Regions from separate parts of the Mus musculus genome. Here region 2 is linked to region 1. The links are chromatin contacts, called in public HiChIP or PLAC-seq maps. All regions are on one chromosome and are shown on one strand. The core of a region is the stretch at or near the end of the contact, and the rest is flanking DNA. Distances in the headings are between cores, read along the strand shown. Region 1 overlaps Tnks (tankyrase, TRF1-interacting ankyrin-related ADP-ribose polymerase). Region 2 overlaps Gm34419 (a long non-coding RNA gene).

Evidence for each region. HiChIP or PLAC-seq counts read pairs in DNA pulled down with a chosen protein or histone mark.
Region 2: an H3K4me3 HiChIP or PLAC-seq map of bone marrow-derived macrophages shows a contact between it and region 1, with 5 times the contacts expected there. The contact joins two enhancer-like sites. A contact is called at or near these places in 2 of 115 datasets of contacts at active chromatin or transcription factors (T-cell acute lymphoblastic leukemia and bone marrow-derived macrophages) and 1 of 9 other capture datasets (pancreatic islet).

What each region holds. Positions count from the first base shown.
Region 1 is chr8:34,894,030-34,897,053 of GRCm38.p6, forward strand. All of the region lies in intron 3 of Tnks (tankyrase, TRF1-interacting ankyrin-related ADP-ribose polymerase), which reads right to left. Among named protein-coding and RNA genes, the nearest start is that of Tnks, 70 kb to the right of the region's middle. Within about 2 kb of position 1,347, at least 2 of the 459 cell types and tissues checked have an H3K27ac peak or open chromatin away from gene starts, as enhancers often do. A contact at or near this core is called in bone marrow-derived macrophages, where this site is marked.
Region 2 is chr8:35,108,223-35,111,149 of GRCm38.p6, forward strand. It overlaps Gm34419 (a long non-coding RNA gene), which reads left to right. Exons shown (of 4, transcript XR_378879.3): 3 at 392-479. Among named protein-coding and RNA genes, the nearest start is that of Gm34419, 14 kb to the left of the region's middle. Within about 2 kb of position 1,514, at least 8 of the 459 cell types and tissues checked have an H3K27ac peak or open chromatin away from gene starts, as enhancers often do. A contact at or near this core is called in bone marrow-derived macrophages, where this site is marked.

The sequences.
Region 1 (3,024 bases), core at 97-2,596:
CTGAAAAGTCACCTGTCTCCACTTCACCCGTCTCTCTGGCCTGCCTAGCCTGCTCCTTGCTACGCAGCTTAGGCTGGCCTGGACCTCAGTCTCCCAAGTCCTGGAATTACAGACATATACCACCATGCCCAGTGGCTGTCATATTCATTAGTTAATAAACTGATCCTGAAGCAGTCACATGAGTGTCTAGTTTCATACTCATCTATCAGGCTCCATAACTAAGCTAATGCCTAGACTAAGAATCACTAAATTTGAGCCTAGGAAGACAAGATATATGTACGCTAGAAGAAAGAAACTAAATTGTGAAGTATAAGAACATTTTATAAAGCAAAGAATTAGTAGCTTTAAATGATATAATGAACCAAAATTTTCCTATCAGAACTACTCTGAAGCACCGAGCATATAAACATGGACACCTGGGCACGGGAAGAGGAATAAAGGAAGTTCTGGGTCTATTCAAGTGACCGATGTGTTTCACACCTCCATAGCTTGCTTTAGTTCCTGGACTTATAAGGTGTCTCAAGGAAGAGCTTTGTACAGACCTCAGTCAAGAACCTCCACTACCAAGTTAATGCGGGGACTTCCCATTGCTAAGCGTACAGCAGTACCACGAACTGACTAGAACTGACTATTGATATTCCTGGAGAGTGCTGAAGAGTGCCCTGAACTTATGATAAGACAATACAGAAAGCTTTGCATTGAGGTACCATCATACACAAGAAATCGATTCTCTCAGCCAAACCCACAGCCTATTTGGGGGAAGAAGATATTAGTTTAGGTGATGTATTTCATTGTGTTTTGGTTTGAAGTCTCTGAACTAGTTACCTGGTTGTAGAAAGAACTTAGCCACATGACCAGGAAACAATCTACTCTCAAACCACTAAAGCTAGATCCTCCTGCACACCAATCTTCCAAAGCTACTCTATTACATAGAAACAAGGGTCTGGGGGGGGGGGCAATTAGCCTACTGTTTTCATTCTAAAATCTTCTATGACTATTTCCAAAACAAGGAAAAACCTACAAAGGTCTGTGACCTTAGAGCTCAGAATGGCCACTATTTACAAGTCATCCAATACTGATCCAATGGCAAGTGAAGCACTCTGCAATTAAATAAAAAAATCCAAGTATCATGTTTGCTCTGAAAAAAAGGAAGTAGTTTAGAAAAGTGAACTGCATAGTTGATCCTCTTGGCAATAGTTTACGCTATTCTGATGATGGTCTTTTGTTCTTTCTTTCCATTCTCCTTTCGTTCTTCCCTTTGCCTCCCTGGAGCTCAGTATGTTGACACAGGCTGGACTTGAATTTGTGCTGATGATCCCCAGCCTGACTCCCAACAATGGATTTACAGGTGCACCCCAGCAGGTGGGGACACAGTGCCTTTTTGGTGGGGGTGTTTTTGTTTCTTGGGAACAGAGTCTCACTGCAAAGCCCTGGCTGACCTGGAACTCCCTTAATAGAGCAGGTAGTCTACAGTAACAAGATCCACTTGCCTCTTGCTTCCCGGATGCTGGGATTAAAGGCCTGTGCCATCATGCTGTATATGTAGATATTTTTTCTAAGACCTACCTACCAATGAACTCCCTTAACTCCAAGACTGAAATGGGTACACATAACTGCCAAGTTTCACTAAGAACAATAACTGCTATAGGGGATATGTTTACACTACCAGGGATGTTCTGTAATATGACACAAGAGTCTTTCCATACTATGTACTCATGTATATTTTACAGTTACATTCGTATTTTTTTCCCAGAGGGAGGACACCTCACTATGTAGGCCACAGTGATCCAACTTGTTTCTGTCTCCTGAATGCTGAGATTTAAAAGTGTATACTATCATGACTAGTATATTTGCATTTGCAAAATATTAAAAATTTTTACTGTGTGTGTTTTTGTGTATGTGTGTACACACACGAGTGCTCACACATGTGTAAGAATGTGCTGGTGGAAGCCAGGAAGGGGGGTTGAGATGTTTCTGGTGCTAGAGTTACAGGCAGCTATCAGTCTCCAGCACGGGTGCTGGGAATCTAACTGCGGTCCTTTGCAAGAGCAGCGAATGTCCTTAAGCACGTGAATCATCGTTAGACACTACTAACACACAATATTTTTAGTGCACCCTAATATTTTCCAGGCCTTTGTAAAGCCTCATTTCATGCCAATACTGTTTAATTTCTGTCCCTAAGTTTCTGTTTACTTGACATGTCTTCTTTTTATTCCCCCATTGCTGGGGATTGAACCCAATGACTTGCACACGTGTCTGAGGACTGACTCCGACCCAGATGTCACAATGTCCTTACACTTCTAAGTCACACAATGTCATCTAAATGGAATTACTGAACACATAAACTTTTGAGTCTAGGTTTTTTCTTTACCTTGTGTAAATGCTTTTGAAATCTGTCCTTGTCACTAAACAGAGTAGGTTTTTTAATTGTTAAGCATTACCCCATAACATAAGACATATTTAATTTGATTATCCTTTCCCAAGTTCTAGTCTTTGGCAGTTATAAATGAAGCTACTATAAACATCTATAGAAACCATTTCAAATGGACATACGATTTCATTTCTCTTGGGCAAACATCTAGTAATGCTGATTGCCATGTCGCATTTTAAATATGTATTTAACTTTGTAAGAAGTGGTCATCCCACATCTTTTAAAACCTAAGAAATTAAACCAACACATCAAATTACAAGTTCTGCCAGCACATTATACATTTATCATTTCCTCTCTGCTTGAATTTTTTTCCATTCTCACTGTTATTACTAACTTTTTACAATAGTTCTATAACTAATCCTTAATGTGTTTAATTTCTAAATCACACCCACCACATTCATTTTTAATTTAGTCTACCCCATTGCTCAATGATGTCAAAGACAGTTCTTAGAAAACTAGTCCCATGGACTTCCACATTAGTTTGTAATTCTTTAGGGTTAAACTTGTCACAAGAAGCAAGGGTCTGACAGTTCCCAAATAGGCGCGTCAGAAAATGCTAGAGCTACTGCAGGCTGGTGCGTTCAAAGGGCAAA
Region 2 (2,927 bases), core at 264-2,763, 210 kb after region 1:
CTGAGATGATCTGTTCTATGCCTGGGTTTCTGCTGAGAGGGCAATGGGACAGATGGTGTTCTTTGCGTCTGTACATGTGTTTTGGTTTTCAGTTTTTAAGGAGCCTCACTTCATAGCCCAGGGAGGCCTAGAACTCGTGGCAATCCTGCTGTCTCTGAAGCTCTGGGAGGCTTGAGCCACCAGCCCAGCATAAGCCTTGGTTATTTCTGAAGTTTTAACTTTTTTTTTGGACCCACCCCTTAGCCTTCATGTTTACCTCACTGCTTTGCTTACACAGTATGGGTCTCCTCTTTGCCCAAGAGCCATGTCTTAGCTTTAAAAAGCGTATTTTTTTTTCATAATAAAAATGCTAGAAAATTTCCACTCACCATGTCTTATCTACTTTTACCAGTGCTTTCTTCAGTGATTACCCACTCCCAAGGCAGACTACCACAGGACTCCCGAGTTAGATTACCTAGTAGCTTCCAGCTCCACGGAAGGTATGTCCACTGCATTCCTAGTTTTCATTTATGACAGCCACTACTCTTTCTAAACTTTCTACTACTGTGCAGCAAGGGCTTCATGTTCTCTCCGTTCAGGATCTCCTGCACTCGATCACTTTGGGCTTCCTAGGGGTTTCTTTAAAGGCCACCAGTCTTTACTAACAATATCTAATTTGTGTTTATTTCATTCATGGTCTTGCTATGTAGTCCAGACTGGCCTTGAACTTGTCATCTTCATCTGAGTGCTGGGATTATAGGCATATGACACAATATTCATAATATAAAACTAACCCTCTCCCCAAAGGTCCCTGCTTGGTCCAGATCTGTATGCACCCCTTCAGGTTTTTGTTATAGCTACATCCAGTTTCCAGGATGCTCCAAGCTGAATCTAAAACTCAGTGCCATAGAATATAAAAAACATAATTCTGTACTTTTGGGATGTCTAGACTTCAGGGGTGTTTTTAGGCAGGTAGCCTGATTTTTAATCAGCGTTGACTGGGAACCAGTAGTATCTGTGCTCTTGACTTGGGTTCGGCCACCTGCTTTCTGGGTAGCTCATTCATGTGATTGGCGAGGTATGCTGGCTGTTGCCCAGCTCTCGCTCCTAAAGCTACTGAGTGTGTTGTATCATGGAAGCTGGTTTTTCTCCAGAGCAAGCTACCATAAGAGAGCCACATGATAGCCTCGATGCCTTTTAGAACCTAACGTTGAACCTCACGACATTTCTACAAGACACACTTGTATAGTCAGCCGTACTGAAGATGGGAAGTGATTATCCAAGAGTGTGGGACCAGGGAACTAACTAACAGCATCGAGGAAGCCGGTTATCAGCACACTTTTCTTGTTAGAGTTTTCCCGAGACTGATAATTGCCACGAAGGAAGCTGGATTTCCTCCAATTCTTCAGTATCTTTTTTTAAATACGTAGGAATTACTTTTTCCAAGCACCGAAAAATGTCAGATTATGCTCACTTGTGTTATTTTTATCCTGTGGGTGCGCCTCGTCCATAGCGCTTCCCCTTTCTGTTCCTTGCAGGCTGGCGCTTTCCTAAGCCATTGACCCGGTTTTCAATGTAGGACTTCTGTTCAGCGTTCTTCTGTATTCCAGCTCATGTCTTTTGTATCCTCCCTACCCCCGCACGGGGTTTGCATGTGAAAGGTCCCTGACAAGCTCACGAATTCGAACCCTTGGTGCCCAGTTGGCGGGTCTGTTTTGGAAAATTATGGAACCTTAAAAGGCTTAAGCCTTAGAGGAGGGAGTGGATCACTGAGGTGAGCCTCGCGGTTTCAGAAACCAAACCCAACACTTCCGGTCTGCTTCCTCTCTTCCCACGCCGTATGAATCTCTGCCTCCCTGTTCCCGAGGCCGTGCCATAATGGGTGGTACCCCCCCCCGAACTAAATAAAGCTCAAGTTGAGCTTGTCAGGGTGTTTTACCACAGCCACGGGGTACTAAGACGGTTTATACCTCCTTGTCCTTCCTGGGTTTCATCTTTATTCCCAGCTCAAGAAGTTTGAAAACATGAGGTGGCTGTGTTAAGTTCCACGTGTCTGAAGATGTCTTCATGCCTTCTGCCTTGAGTCGGGAACTGCGCACTCACAATACAGCTATAACTAAAATGTGACTGTGAGGGGGGTGCACGTGGCTAGAGTTTCTCAAGTTGTGGGCTCACTTGTAGAGTATCAAGGAGTGAAGGAATTTTACTCCTCCATCCCTGAAGATGAATCTTCCACTGGCTCAAATCGCTGGCGTGGGAGGAGCGTGGCAGGTCTGTGGGCTTCATAGTTCACAGCACCACAGGTCTTGAGTCCCTCTGCACACAGTGCCAAGACTGTCTCCTCTCCTCATTGACACAGAGTTTGTCACTGCAGCCCAGGGTTGCCCGAGACCCATTATGTAGCCCAAGTTGTTCTTGAACTCTCTGTCTCCTGAGTTCTGGGATAACAGGCATTGAGTCACCGCACCTGGATACTGAGTCTCTTTAGTCCCCATCTGAGTCTCTTATGGCCCAAGTTTGCAGCTGAGTCTCTCCAGAAAGCAAGAAACCTCTCCTGCTTCCCAGACAGAAGTGGGCAGGAACTAGTTACCTGACTCCTTGGCGCCTTTCAAAGAAAGTCCCTGTTTATCATGTCCCACCCCACCCTGAAATCCTTTGCCTTCTTCTTCTGGCCTAAATTAACCTTTCATCTGCTGTTCCTCTCCTCCCATCTACAGATATTCTAGCTTCTGATTTTCCCTTCTCCATTTATGCTTATTTAAGAAGGACTGAGATCTTTCTTAAAATTTGTATTTTTTAAAGCAGGACTTTTTTGTTGTTGTTGTTGTTGTTGATTTCCCTATGTACCACTGGTTAGCCTGGTTGGAGGATTTTAGCTTGTGAAACAAAGGAATAACATGAAGACTCAAAAGCAAACAGACTCACACTATAACCACTGCGAACAGTGT